Regions from separate parts of the Mus musculus genome. Here region 2 is linked to region 1. The links are chromatin contacts, called in public HiChIP or PLAC-seq maps. All regions are on one chromosome and are shown on one strand. The core of a region is the stretch at or near the end of the contact, and the rest is flanking DNA. Distances in the headings are between cores, read along the strand shown.

What was found. HiChIP or PLAC-seq counts read pairs in DNA pulled down with a chosen protein or histone mark.
Region 2: a contact with region 1 is called in an H3K4me3 HiChIP or PLAC-seq map of craniofacial prominence, with 4 times the contacts expected there. The contact joins two enhancer-like sites. A contact is called at or near these places in 1 of 484 Hi-C or Micro-C datasets (nephron progenitors), 2 of 115 datasets of contacts at active chromatin or transcription factors (craniofacial prominence and embryonic stem cells) and 1 of 9 other capture datasets (embryonic stem cells).

The regions. Positions count from the first base shown.
Region 1 is chr4:82,219,591-82,226,706 of GRCm38.p6, reverse strand. No RefSeq gene overlaps it. Among named protein-coding and RNA genes, the nearest start is that of Gm11264, 160 kb to the right of the region's middle. Within about 2 kb of position 5,801, at least 24 of the 459 cell types and tissues checked have an H3K27ac peak or open chromatin away from gene starts, as enhancers often do. A contact at or near this core is called in craniofacial prominence, where this site is marked.
Region 2 is chr4:82,531,806-82,539,492 of GRCm38.p6, reverse strand. The region is part of intron 1 of Gm11266 (predicted gene 11266); the gene reads right to left. Among named protein-coding and RNA genes, the nearest start is that of Gm11266, 28 kb to the right of the region's middle. Within about 2 kb of position 2,097, at least 60 of the 459 cell types and tissues checked have an H3K27ac peak or open chromatin away from gene starts, as enhancers often do. A contact at or near this core is called in craniofacial prominence, where this site is marked.

The DNA.
Region 1 (7,116 bases), core at 4,552-7,051:
CACCCTGCTGTCACCAATCTGGGTATTCGTTGCTTGAGATGAGGGTTTTTCCAAGACCCATATTTATACCCCAATAGTGTACTACTCCATACAGAGAGACAAGTATTTCTGCCAGGTTTTACATATTTTGAGCTGCTACTCCATAAGCTGCAGGGTTTTTTTTTTTTTTTTTTTTAAACTTGGCTGGCTCTGATGCCTTTTGGAAATAAAATGAGAGCGTATGTGAGCATTCATTAATTTATTCAGTCATTCATTTACTCACTCACACATTTAATAAATCACATTGGATGAGTGCCTATTATATGCCAGGCAACATATCCCCATCATGGGTGTGACAGAGGATAAGCCATGGTCCCTCCCCTCAAGGAGGTTACTTTTGAATGAGGTTTTCTATAACAACTCCAAAGTAATGATGACAAAGATAATTGTGGGAGAAAAAAAGAATTAAGAAAGCAAAAGAGACGAAGGGAGTGTTAAGGAAGAAAGAAGAGACATTATTTGAGTTCTCTTGAAAACTAACTAGGTGTTAGCCACATACAGAAGATCTGAGATGGGAAAGCAGCAAGTTCAATGCTGAGATGAGGATTTTGGTGTGATGTAAGCATCATCTCAAGGCACAGCATATAGCGATGCGATGCGATGTGTGGTCTCTCCCTGTGGGATTCAAGCAGCAGCCAACAGCATTTAAGGCTGTAGGGTCTCAGCTGAAACTGCTTTGGGGAATTGCCTGTAGCCAGAGGTAGGTAGTTTTGAAAGTTCATTTCATTTCAAAGCTACCGGTAAGAGCTTCTGAGGTCTCTGCTTCAACTTCTCTAGTGGCCTTTCCTTCCATCAATGCTTGCTTCCCGTACCTCACACAGACACTGCAAACATGATCTAAAAGCTCCAAGAAGTAGTAAAATGGAAGCGAAAACATTGGATATGGCTGTGGCAACTGCCACCTGAATACATTTATTTATCAGGAGTGTCTGGTACCTATATCTCCTTCAGTGTTTGGGAATATGCTGGTGACTATCACTGAAAAACTCAATATACTATGAAGGTAAGTAATACAGTTAGAAAAGAGCATCTGGTCCATTAAGGGTGAGGATATTCCAGAAGTAGAGGCTGAGGTAACAGAAGACATCAGAAGCATTGTCTTTTTACATTAAATAATGGCAATCTTGGAATGCCAGGCTGGCTGGGGAGTTGTGGGATAATGAAGAGGATACAGTATCCATGTGGGAAAAAGAGATGGGTAAGGGTGTTACTAAGTCTACAAAATCAAGACACAGCAAAGACAGAAAATCAGAAAGCTAAATGCAGCCAGCCTACAGTCCAGTCTCTAGTCTGAGATAGTTTTTGGACCTGAAACCCTGAAAGAAATGACAAATGTCCAACAAAAACTGAAAGCAAAGGAAAAGATTAATCTTGGTTCATGTATGGATCAACTCAATATGTGGGCAGGAGTCAAGGCAAGGACTATAACTTCAGTATAGTTTCCATATGGGGTGACTTCAATAAGGCAAAAGCCAGATGAAATCCTTCCAATGAGCAGAGATTCCAACACTGTGCCTCTAAAAGCACTTTATGTGTGAATAGAAGTCATTCAGGGGAAAAAGACCCAAATAGACTCGTAAGTTGTGAATGGCTTGTTAGTTGACCACAGGATAGGAGAAGAAACATGAGAAAATGTGACATGAACTGGTCTGAGAAAGGTTACACATACAGACTTAGGAGAGGGAGGAGAAACAATGGACACCTTTGTGTCTCCTGTTAGGACTTTCAGATAATATCTAACAAGAGAAAGGCCACAAAAATCTAAACAGGTGCAAAGATTTGCTAACTGACATCTCACTAGCAATTCGAACATTAGCACAACAGAGGCATCAATGCTACAATAGAGCCATCAATGGTATAGGTGTGTTGGCATGGAAGAGGCTTTTCATAGATCCAGTAGCATGGATGCCTTCTTCTCCAGGAAGCTACAGCTAATATCCAACATGTCTGCAACACCGGCCGGTGCTCAGTGCTGATATGGTGCCTTTGTCTGAGCTAATCAGTTACTGTGTAGCAGCAAGGTGTTTACTTAGAAACCCTTCCATTTCATAAGCAACAACTATTCATTGTGACTGGAATCATCACATAATTATGAATTTGATTTAGGCAAGGTCTTTGTCACCATGAGAGCTCATGGCACAGCACCAAAGAATTCCAGGAAATATCAAACATCATTTTTTTCAGCAAAGGAAGTACTGTGGTTGTGGTTATCATGAAGTCCACCAATCCTGTCTCCACCCTCAGAGCTGCCACCTTGACAAACCCACACAATGACCAAGAGTGACTGAACATGGATGTGGAGAACATATAATACATAAAGATAATAAATCAGCATCCTTAGCATCTCATACCTACTGCACATCCATGACAATTTTCTTTCATAATAAAAAAAATGTGTTGGTCTAAAAAGGAAGTGGGGTGCAAACATGTTTCCTTTGTCTCTCCCAGGGACTTGATAAGAAAATTTGCATACCTTTTCTCTAACACTCTGAAATTAGTGTGTTTAGATTTCCTGAATTTCAAGGAGGGGACTTCATTAGAGGACATGAATAATGGTCTTTTTAAAAATTCTTTTCTCATAGATTACATCCTGATCTCACTCTCCCCTCTCCACTCCTCCTGGACACCCCCTACTTCCCTTCCCTCCAGATCCATTCCTTCATTGTCCCACTTTCCTTCAAGAAATATAAATAAAATAAAGAGCAGGCCTCCCTCTCATATCTAACAAACATGGCCTAACAAGTTACAATAAGACCAGACACAACCCCTTATATCAAGGGTGGACAAAAAACCCAGTATGAGTATATTCCAAACACAGGCAAAGGAGTCAGAGACAACCTCTGCTCCCAATGTTTGGAGTTCCACAAAAACAGCAAGCTACACAATCATACAGTATATACTACATATACAATATATGTAGAGGATTTAGCTCAGACACATATAGGGTCCATGTTTGTCACTTCAGTCTCTGTAAGATCATGTTCTGTATAGTTGATTTTGTGGGATGTGTTCTCATGGTGTCCTTGACACCTCTGTCTCCTACGATCCTCCTCTCTTCTGTGCAGTTGCCCTGCCTTTGCCTAGTGTTTGACTGGGGGTCTCTGCAAGTGCTGGGGTAGTGGTGTTGCAGAACTTGTGGGAGTGTCCAACCAATGATTGTCTAATTTGAAGCCCACACCATAAGTGAGAGCCCAGGCTTTTCACTGTCTGGATGGCTATGAATCAAAGGGAGACAGCCCAGAGACCCAGGATAGAACCAAACATGACTGACAAACCGACAAAGAAAGCAGAGTTAATGGTAGGATTCCTAATGATAATCTGTTATACTCATAAACTTGTTACTAGCCCAATTGTCATGAAAAAGACTATCCAGCAACTGAAGGTGGCAGATTCAGAGACCCTAGCTTGTTTTCTGTTGCTATGATGAACTCCATGACCAAAAGCAACTGGGGGAGGGGGGAGGTTAACTTATGACTTGTCTTAGTCAGTGTTCTATTCCTGTGAATAGACACCATGACCAATGAAACTCTTTTAAGAGAAAGCATTTAATTGGGGCTTGCTTAGAGTTTCAGAGATTTAGTCCATTATCATCATAGCAGTGAGCAAGGCAGCTGGAGCAATAGCTGAGAGCTATATCCTGATCCATAGGCAGAGAAAGCATGAGACAGAGCCTGAAACCTCAAAGCCCTACCCTAGTGACACACTTCCTTCAAGTGTGGAGGACCACACTTCCAAATTCCTCTAATTCTATCAAAGAGTTCCACTCTCTGGTGGTGAAGCATTCAATGGCCTGTAGGTGCCATTCTTATTCAAACCAGCCCATAGCTTATGGTCCATCATGAAGGGAGGTCTGGGCATAAACACAAGGCAGGAACTTGAAGACAGGAACTGGAGCAGAGACCATGAGAAACACTGTTTACTTGTTTATTCTCCATGGCTTTCTCAGCCTCCTCTCTTATATAACCCAGGATTAACCTGCACTGGTACTACCCTCAGTGGGCTAGGTTTTCTCACAGCAATCATTGGAAAGAAAAATCCCCCCCCCCCCAGATTTCCCTACATTTTATTAAATGAGAATCTTCTTCTCTGTTAGATAACTCTAGCTTAGGACAACTTGAGACAGAGAGGGGGAGGGGGAGGGAAGAGGAGGAGGGAGAGGGGAGGGGAAGGGAAGAGGGGGAGGGGGAGGGAGACGGAGAGGAGGAAGAAGGAGGAGGAGGAGAAGGAGGAAGGAAGGGAGGGAGGGAGGGAGGGAAGGAGGGATGATTTTGCCAAATGATACATACGTTGAAAACAAAACAAAACAAAACAAGGCAAACAAACGAACAAACAAACAGCATTCTGCCTGGTCCTGCCTCGGTTAAGGAAACCTAATAGTCAAGTAGGAGCAGGGTCTCTGTCAATGAGGAATGTGGGGAAGCAGTAGGTTTGGTGCGTATTGCTGAATCATCCTCTGATATTCTCATACGAAAAGGCAGTGATGGAGCAAAAGCCAGGAAGAGCTAGGGGTTGAATTTCTGAGGCAGTCCACTAAGCTATCTCAGCAAGCCGAGGCGCTGGCTGAGAGTTTGAACTAGAACTTTCTCCTCAGCTTCAAAATGTAATTCAACTTAAACAGGAGTTTGGGGCTGTTAAGAATTAAAGCCCAAAGAGTGTGGAATTTGAGGAAATCTTTTGATCCTAACTTTTATCGAAATGAAGTCATTGCTTAGCCATCAGCCCACACAGGAAAACTACTCCATAATGTCACAAGACAACAGGCACAAACAGCCTGAGGGACTCAGTAGTCTCTGGTAGGGCAACAGGGCAAGTTTTCTTCTCATATGCTTGTGTTTAATGCCTGTTCTTCTGAAGGGTGAATGAAGGTGGACAGTGGTGGTCTACTGGGGTCTACCTCAGATTCACAAAGATTGAGGAGTCCACAGTGGGATGTTTCATGTGTGCTTTCCTAGGCATGTTTTTGGATTGTGTGTAGGAAAAAGTCCTGAGCAATGGGTTATTTAACTAAATCTTAGTGATACTTGGTCTGGACAGTGATCACTTGGCTTCATGCAGGTTCCAGGAGAGTGACAGAAACATCTTATTCTCTGAGCCTAGTGCTGAGAGGACCAAGAGTGAATCCTGCCTCTTTGACCTGGCAGAAAGGGCCAGGAAGACAGGATGAGAAACTGAGACCGAATTCAACAGTTCCAGCTGGAAACTAAAACATGACTCCAGGGTCCCCACAGGCAACAGGCCCATGTACCCTGTTAGATAATTGTGACCCTCATTTTCTCCATCTTCAAAGAATAAAATAACACTTGTTCCGAGAGAAGCCTTGAATGACTTTAATAAACCTTCAATGCCCGCTGAAGAATAGAAATCAGACACTTGTGACTTGTCAGTAGCGTGGTGTGTGCATAAACTGCCAATAGTTAGATGGGAAATCTTTCCGTTTCATGTATTTTGGAAATGTGGATTTACTTATAAAGTTTAATTCCCCACTGATAAATGGTCACGCTAGCACTTAAAACGCTGGTAGGGAGAAAGAACCAGTACCAAGGGACACATAGGACACCTGGGCCCCGTTCCTACTGAGACACCATTCAGTGGTGCGTCAGCACACAATGCCATGCTTATTCTACACTGGAATCCATCTGTGCTCTCCAGGAGGAAGACAAAAGAGGATTGTTAACACTTCAAGGCACCTTGATGCAGTCATGCTATCGGACCCTTTTATTAATTGCCCCATCTGCAAAGTGAGCGCTTTCTGACACAGGTTGGTGCAGAACTCTTAAAGCCCTTAGTCTGCTTCCTATTGGTTCCACATGTGTTTGTATTTGTTCTCAGTAGGCAGAGATTCCAGAGAGAAAATGAACCGCTGCAGATCGATTGCAGTATCAGTCATGCAGAAGACATGGCGCAGCGTGCCATTTGATTTTGATCTTGGTTTAACCCTATAGAGGCAGCTGCCCTAGCTTCCTTGGCCTTTGTTTGTCAGGTTGTTTTTCTTTTTCTTTTTTTGAAGTCTCAGATGCTAAAGCCAGGGGCAGAGATGGTAGAATGTTCTCATTATAGGAAATAAAGCATTTCCCCTTTAAGTTATACAGTCTGTCCTCAGACCTTTTGTGTCTATGTCAGGCCAGAGCAATGGGAAAGCCAGACAGCATTAACGTGGAGTATATGTGTGATGTGTGTGATGTGTGTGATGTGTGTGGTGTGTGTGGTGTGTGTGTGTATGTTTGTGTGCGCGCACACGCGCGTGCATGAGCACTCAAGCTGCTGAGAAGAGATAGGCCTTGTTTATACATCCAATGATAATTTGAAACAAAAGCAGCCTGACAGTGTCTGCAGTCTGGACCCACAGTGATGAAAGACAGACCAATCCAACCTGAAGGCTTACTTAGGCCATGATTTGTCTCTGTCCTTTCCTTTTGCACTTTGTTTTAAGGAGATTCAATGAGATCAAGTTAAGGATGTGGTGTCTCGCTGATTCTGCATTTTGCCTGGATTATGTTACAGTCAGAGTGATGCTGGAGTATTTTCCTATGTGCAGTTTGGAGACAGAAGAGGAAAACAGGAAAGGCATTGCTTGCCTTCCAGAGTTCCCATATCTTAGCCTCGGGAGATTGCACAGATGTGTGTGTGTGTGTGTGTGTGTGAGAGAGAGAGAGAGAGAGAGAGAGAGAGAGAGAGAGAGAGAAAGACAGAGACAGAGAGACAGAGACAGAGAGACAAGGACACACAGAGAGAGACAGAAAGAGAGACAGAGACACAGAGAGAGAGACAGAGACACACACACAGAGAGAGACAAAGTCAGAAAATGAAGAAAGAGCAGAAGTCCTGGACAGCCACACAACTGACCTCTTCATCATCCCCATAAGGGCATCTGGAAACCTTGTTCTGTTTCTTGAAATTGGAGGAGTTGAACTCTGCCTTAATCCCTTCCAATGTCACATCTGGGCGCAAAGAGAACCTATTCTAAAGACACTGGGTCTGGTTTAACTTAATTCACAGGATCCCTAGGTATGATTCAGTCCCTGTAGCCGCTGCAGGCAAATCTCTGGTGGTAGCTAAAGCTACTAGTTAAGTTGAGGA
Region 2 (7,687 bases), core at 848-3,347, 320 kb before region 1:
GCCATTGGGCAGAGTAGAAATCAGTTTCACCCACACCCAAAAGGAACCCTTAATCCCCAGTCACAGTCAGCACCAAAAACACAATCTCAATCTCTCTCTCTCTCTCTCTCTCTCTCTCTCTCTCTCTCTCTCTCTCTCTCTCTGTGTGTGTGTGTGTGTGTGTGTGTGTGTGTGTGTGTGTGTGTGTGTGAAGGAAGGAAGGAAGGAAGGAAGAAAGGAAGGAAGGAAGGAAGGAAGGAAGGAAGGAGAGAGAGTTCCCTGTCTTTGAATTATGTGGGCAATGCCTGTTAGAATTGCATCTTCCTCTAAAGTCCCTACTACCAGCATTACTTGCAGCTCTTAGGGCATCTAGAATAACGGTAGCACAGTATACCGACACCTGGAAGACCCTTTTAATGAGACCTTGAGATAGGGAGAAGATTTGCACCAAGGAGTAGGCAGGTATAAACAGCTCCTGCTGGTCTCCAGAGGCAAAAGCCAATAAATAAATACCGCTCCAACCAGCACATTCTGACAACGCCTGTTCCATGTAATTCTGTACTTTTAGAGAACCGCCAATGGTTTTACGTTACAAGTCTTTTTCAAAGGCATCCCCGAGTCTGACCCACTTGTTAAAAAAACGTCTCCGTTCTTGGTTTTCTACATGGTTCTTTTCTGTACCCACTTTGTATCTTCAGTAAGCAGCATTGTTTATTATCCTTGTGTCTGTGAGCCCCCTCCCCACCCCCATTGAACTGAAATAAAGCAGGGGCTTCGGAGCGGAGCGCTGAAAATTATTCCAGGCTTCTCGGCTGAAGAGGGTCTCTTGGCAGTCCAGAGACCCGCTTGGAGAGAGCCCACCCGCAAGTGTGCGCTCGAAAAGTTTGTAAGAGTTTTTGCCAAGGCACCCGAGAGGTCCGGGAAGCCCAAAACTCTGGCTGGTGACCCAGCATGGAAAGATGTAAACAGAGAAGGGAAGTGTCAGGAAGGACGGGGAGACAAGCTACTTGCGGGCAGATCAAGCGAATATTGCCAGGATGATTAACTGCGGGTGGGGAACCTGCGGTGCGCAAAACAGATCGGAGACATCTTCTAGTTCCGTGGCTCAATCTCCTCCACCATTCCTGTGCGATGAAGTCTCACTAATAATTTCTCTCCATTCCACGTAGTCCTATAGTCTTCACTGTAAAAAGGAGCGCTCTCAACAATTTAAGGCTTATCCGCTTTCTTCCCCCCAGTTTCCTAATATCTATTCCCATTTCGTTTGCAGCCAAATAAATAGTGACCGTGGGGGATAAAAAAACGCATGGCCTTAGAAAACTAAATGCGCCGCGTTCCCCAAGTTGCTTATCTCCTCTGATCCTCTGATGAGACCCTTGGTACGGCAATTCCAAATATTGGTGCTCCCCAAGCTCAGTGGGGTTCGCTGCCAAAAAAAAAAAAAAGCCACACACATACAAACAAAAACAAAAATAAACAACTAGCAACCCGCATCAGAAACTCTCAATGGAAAAGCCTGAGCCCCAGGTGCCTCCAGCAGCTTCCCGCAGTTTGGCTGCCTGGAAGCCTGGAAAATGTGCGCCAGAGCCGGGCTGCGCCCAGCACTTTCCAAGTGAAACTTCAGTCCCAATGGTCTTTCCCACAGGTTCTAGGACACATGAGCCTGCCTGTCCCCAGCTTCTAAAAATCCTCCCCACGGGCTCATCAGGTCCTGGTAAGTGAACTGCTCTTCGGCGGCTGCTGGATTAAGAATGTGTGTCTGCTCCTTGAGGCAATGACTTTCTTCCAGCAAAGTGGCCTAGAAGCTGCCGGTAGCCCCCAGGCTGTGGCAGGAGAGCATCCGTCGCCTGCTCCTCGGAGAAGTTGAGTGAATTTCCGCATAGGGAGAAACGTTAAGGGTTGGAGTGTACCGTGGGGGGCGGGAGCATAGCAAGTTGCCCCCGGCTCTTTGTTTTTGAGAGTCCCCTCGCGCTCTGGTCTCAAGAATCTTCCACACTGCTTCATAGTGAATCATAGAGAATCGCGCCGAGATTCGGCTGCATGGGGCTGTCTTTAGCTTCTGCAGACCGAGGCCGAGGAGCTAGTGCAGTTCCCGGGCATCGCCAGACTCTGTTACTACTGCCGCTCGCCCTTCGGCTGAAGTCCCTTCTCTGAACACCCCCAGAACAGTTCCAGCTCTCCCCAAAACTGTGTAAGGAGAGGAGGATCAGATTTATAGACTGCAGTGTACCCCAACAGGTAGTTTCACCTGGCCTGGTTTAAATATTAAAGTCTGGGCCTTGCGTGGGCATCGCGAAACTGGCCCAAGACACAGACTTTTAGTCGGGGACGAAAACGGCGATGTGCGAGTTACTTAAGATAATCATGTTTTCTCTTCAGTCTTCAACTTATCCCCAAACATCGAAAGAGCTGATCCGTTAGGAACGAGGCTCAGCGAGCCTAAATAGCTGGCTTCCAGCTGCAAGCCCACAGGCAATTTGATTTACCTCCCACCCCCAGAGAGTTACTAAAGAACCCTACTCCCGCTTTAGAGAGATGGGTTCCTTTGGGAAGATCCTTCCTCAAAATGCCCTAGCCTTGGACAAGGAGGGTGAGCTGCGCTGGCTTGGAACAGAATTGCAGTCCCGGTTCTGTTGGTGCGCTGAACAGTGAGGGAGAGCGATGTGCCAGGGCGAGCATGGAACCCGCGAGCCTCGCGTGCACTGCGATTCATGACTCCTTATGGAAGCTCAGGGAGAAGTTGGTGGCCCGCTTGTACAATCTGGGGCCAGCATAGTCCTCTTCTCCAGGGAGTGCTAGCCGAAATTCTTCCCCTGGGGCCATTGATGCACGTGGTGCGCAATGACCCGACGCAAAGTCAGGAAACCGCTAGCAATGGCCCAAAGATTCCCGCGTGTGCCACCCTCGAAGGGTGGAGGAGACCGGGGACTGGGCCCCTCGGGAGGGACGATCTAAAACTGTCTTGGGAGACAGGCTTTCCCCTGCTCCTTCTCTGAGCCCTTGCTTAGTGGTACCTTTTGCCATCTCAGCCAGGAATCCTGGTCTTACCCTACCTCTCTCTTTAGGAACCAGTTCAGGCTCCCCACTGTCACCAGCCCCTACGTCAAGAGCTGTGGGCAGATGTGACCTTGGGCTCTTTGATTTTTAAGGGTATCAAGGTCTGGCCCTGTTTCCAGTGTTCCAAAAAATCTCTCTCTCCCTTCTTCCCAGCTTCACATCCTATCTAGAGACTGTGGCAAATTCAAAGCCTCTGTCACTGGACAAGCTATCTAAACTTGCAGTTTTCTGGTACCTTGACCCCTTAAAGTTGGCCTCAGCTAGCTCTGACAGGGAGAGTAAAGTAGCCACCCTTACCCCCTTCTCCTATTCTCCTCTCACCCACCAGCCACCTTCACCTTTCCCCAGTCCAAACCTTGCCGGCAGAAGAGCAGGAGTCTCTGAAAGGCACAGACTGGTTCTGGCTGTCTAGGAAGTTCTTTTCTTCGCTGGCCCCTCTGTGAGGCCCTTGCATTCTGCCCTCTCCACCCCCATCTCGCTTATAGCAGGGACCCTTGGACTTGTAGGTTGGGTTTCAAATTTATTTTGCCTTGCTTTAATTTTGTTTAAGGTTCCACCCTGCTGAGCCTGGAGTACAGCTTCCCAGTTTTCCAGTCAGGAGCTTGGAAGATAGACTCTTGGAGCAGGGCATGTTGTCCCTCCATGGAGACCTGGGAAATCCCTGACTAGCTCCCTGGCCTAGCTTCATCTTCCTGGGGTACCCCACTTTTTTACACACACACACACACACACAGAGCTCGGAGCTATGCACAAGGCAGACATGAGTATTTAGGAGGTAGACAACACACCATGTTCTATCACTGTCTCGAGCACTTGGCACACAGGAGAACTGGAGGTGAACAAGTTCACTCCCTTGGGGTTGCCCAACCCAGCTATCTGAACCTAAATAAGTGACTTTGAACAGATAAGACCTCAACTCACTTGATTGGTGACTTAATGTGTTATTTTGTCTAGGACTGGTGAAGTTTAATATTTGAGGGGTCCAAATTTACTACCCTGAGGTAGTAAACTTCCAAGCCAAGAAGCCCAGGGGAAAGTACCAGAGAAACTAGATCTCTTGTGGGCTTCTGGGATGCCTGTGGGGAATGGAATGAAATCTACCCAAGTCTGCATGGCTTCCTACTCTTGGGTCCAAGGACCCTGGGCTGGCTTTCCTAAACACCAGGACATTATTGGAAGGGAAATAGAACTTGGTCATGGCACCCACTTAGCCTTGATTCTCCCACATGGCAGACAGACTCCTATCCTCAGTCACAGAAGATGTCTGGACAGAATCACATCCTGGGGACAAATGTGTTGCTGGGTGGATTAGTGTCTGGGGTAGCAGAATTAGTTTTCTATTTTTGTTCAGGGTTAGATGGCTGCCTGTCAACTATGTGATAGTGAATTTGAAACTATATGGACTCGCAGAGAACCAGTGGCTATTATTCCCACCCCATTTTGCAGGCTCTCTTTCTAACTTGCATGCCTTTAGCTACGGGCTTCCAGCTGGGCTCTGAACTGCAAACTTTGCACAAGCCTGATTCAAATGCAGACTGCCAGGAACTTACCTCACACCCACTCCTTTAGCAGGTGAGAGTTCCAACACTAAGGCCAAGCCAGGACTGTTGGTCAACATTGCAGCCAAAACCCTTTTAGAGAAAGCTCCATTGTAGGTTACATGGTGGAGTGGTTTTCTGGACCCTCAAAACAAAACAGGTAACTTCTGCTCTAGCTTTGCAATAAGCCTTTCCAAGGGAGGGCATTAAGAAGAGAAAAATTGAGGTACCTGGGCTATCCTCAAGTTTGAAGGGTCCATAGACCTTGTCTCTTAAGTCCCCAACTCTCCTAAGATGGGAGGAAGGAACACCTAGCCCTTGTAGGGCAAACCTCTGCCTCCAAATCCACAGGCAGAAGCCAGCACTTCTAGGAAGATGTTAAGGCAGGTAAAGGAAAGAAAGATTGATTAAAAAATTTTCTAAAAGCTGACTGGATCCCTCAAGGGAGAACCAGAGAGGAAGACTGAGAGCACAGGGGGCGGAGACTTGGTCATCTTTTGCAGACCCTATCTCCTCTATACTCAAACCTGTTTGAATTATTGTCAGACAGGGCAGGGGTCTACAGTTCTTTCCAGTGGGGAGTCAGACATGAGGGGTGTCTATTTCTCTATTAAAGGTAGCCCTCCATTGAGTTTGGTTTCTTTGCTTTTCAATGAGTCAGTCACCTCTGGCCTGTGTGTTGATGGTTAGAGCTGCCAGGCCAGAGAGAGACTCAAGGCAGACTTTCAGAACCCCTAGAGGTGGTCTGCTTAACATCTGGGGGCTTGGAAAGAGGAAGCTGGGCTGAGAGGGTGCCCAGCAACCTCTCCCTTCAAAGCCCATACTCTGCTCAGTGAGGTCCTTCCATGTGTACCTCTAACCCTCAGGCCTGGATTAAGAGGGAAAGGGAGCAAGAGATGGTTGTGGTTTTCAGTTTATGCTTGTGTATAGGGTGCTCCTGTTTTTGTCTCCCCCTTCATCCCCTCATGTCCTAGCAACCATGGAGGGGGGAGGCTTAGTGGGTACCAAGAAATTGACCAACTTATTCTTGTTAATCCGGCATAAAATAGCACAAACACTGACTCTCCATTAAAAATAGGATCAAAAAAGAAGAAGAAGAAGAAGAAGAAGGAGGAGGAGGAGGAGGAGGAGGAGGAGGAGGAGGAGGAGGCAAGGAAGGAAGGAAAGAAGGAAGGAAGGAAGGAAGGAAGGAAGGAAGGAAGGGAGGAAGGGAGGGAGGGAGGGAGGAAGGAAAACAGAAAACTAGAACTATTTGGGTAGGAACTGTGTGGGAATGAGAAATGGGTGTGCTTGCTGATCCTGTCCCTTTAAGAAAAATCCATAAAGGTTTTCCATCAGCCCAGTGTCTGGGAAAGAAGCAAACTAACTGCTTGGAACAAAAGAGACAAAGAGGCCAAACAACAAAACAAACAAACAATCCCCTCCCCCCTCTGAGACGACAATAGACTAGACGCAGCAAGCAAGCACAGCTAAGGCCTGGCCGGCTGCTCCTGTCCACCTGCCAAGTCTCCCCATTTGGCTAGAGACCTTCTCTCTCACCCCACTCCCACCCTACCACCCCCTCCCAAATCCCTTTCTCTCTTTCTCTGTGTGACTCTGTGTCTCTCTTGGGGTCTGGCTGTGTGTGTGTCTCATTTTTCTTTCACTGTATTTCACTGTCTCAGACTCTCTCTCTCTCTCTCTCTCTCTCTCTCTCTCTCTCTCTCTCACACACACACACACACACACACACACACACACACACACACACACACTAACACCTCTGGCATGTATTTATCTGTCTGTTTCCTAGACCATCTCAGCAGCTCTGTCTTAAGTGTCCCCCTCACTCCCCAGACCCCGTGCCTTGCCCAGGCATCCCTTTTGTGTTGTCTTTGCAGCAGTCTCTGCCAGGAGGACCAAGGTCCATTTGCACTTCAATTTCAGCCTTCCCCTCCTGTTCGGCTCTTTGCTCCTTTTCTGTAAGGCTCTGGCATGCTCCCTCCCCGCCCCAGCAGCCCTTTCTTCGGAGCTTGGCACCGCTTGGGACTCTCATGCATGCCTGCCTTCTCTTTCTCTCACCCCCCCCCCCCTTCTCCTCTGCAGCAGGCCCCCTCCCCTTTGCCCCCAAATCCAGTCCTTTTCTTTTTCTTCCCCCCTCCCCTTCAAACTTTCATAAAATACTGTAAACAACTTTGCCTGGGGATTGCTTTTCTTTGTAGGGTGAATAGAAAGCTTTGGAGAGGGAGACATGGAAAAAGGAAAGAGCGGACAGAGGCAAGTACAGTCGGCAGCAGAGGCCGTGTCGTGGAACCAGCTCCCAGCCAACAGCCTCGGCCCCTTTCAGGCTTTCTTTCAAATAACCCCTTTTGTGCCAGAATGCCTCCTGAGGCATCTGTGTCTGCTCAGGAAGGCCTGGCCCAGGCCTGCATCCCTTCTTCAAACGGCAGTAGGGGTGAGACCAGGCACCCACACCCACAGGAAGGGTTGCTATTGATTTAGTCACAGGCCTGCCACCCTCAACCCCTCATGGGCATGGGAGGTAAGGGGTACCCCGGCAATGGCAGCTTAGGCTTCAGTTCCTTCTTGAGAGTTGTTTAGAACAGAGACTGTAAAAAGAATGCTTTCCCAAGGACTAGAGAAGGAACATAATCGTCTAGAGAATGAAGATGTGGTCTTAAGCAGAGAGAGTATAGATGTGTGGGGCGTGGGGGGTGGGGCACTTGACTGTTGGAAGATGTGTAAGGCAGGGCTTGCACAGTCAGGAAGAACATGGCCAGGAAAGTGCTCGCTCTACCCCATACCACACGTGCACTGTGAGGTCAGGGCACAGAACCAGGGAAACTTGTTTCCCCTGGCCCCAGCCACTCCTTTTCTTCTCTTAATTTTAGTAACAGACAGACAAGGACATAGATGGGACCCTCCTAAAGGGGGAGAAATCGCTGAGTGTTAAAACCAGAAGCAGCAAAACATATTCTTGCTGTTTGGTTGCTTGGCGATGGGGGCAGTATGAAGAAATGCTGATGGTATCAGAAAGTAGGGCTGGATTAGCCTAAGCTCAGTAACAGCGCTCTGACAGAGCCTGCACAAAACCCAGGCACTGAAACGATTGTTTAGAAACATATACACCTGTG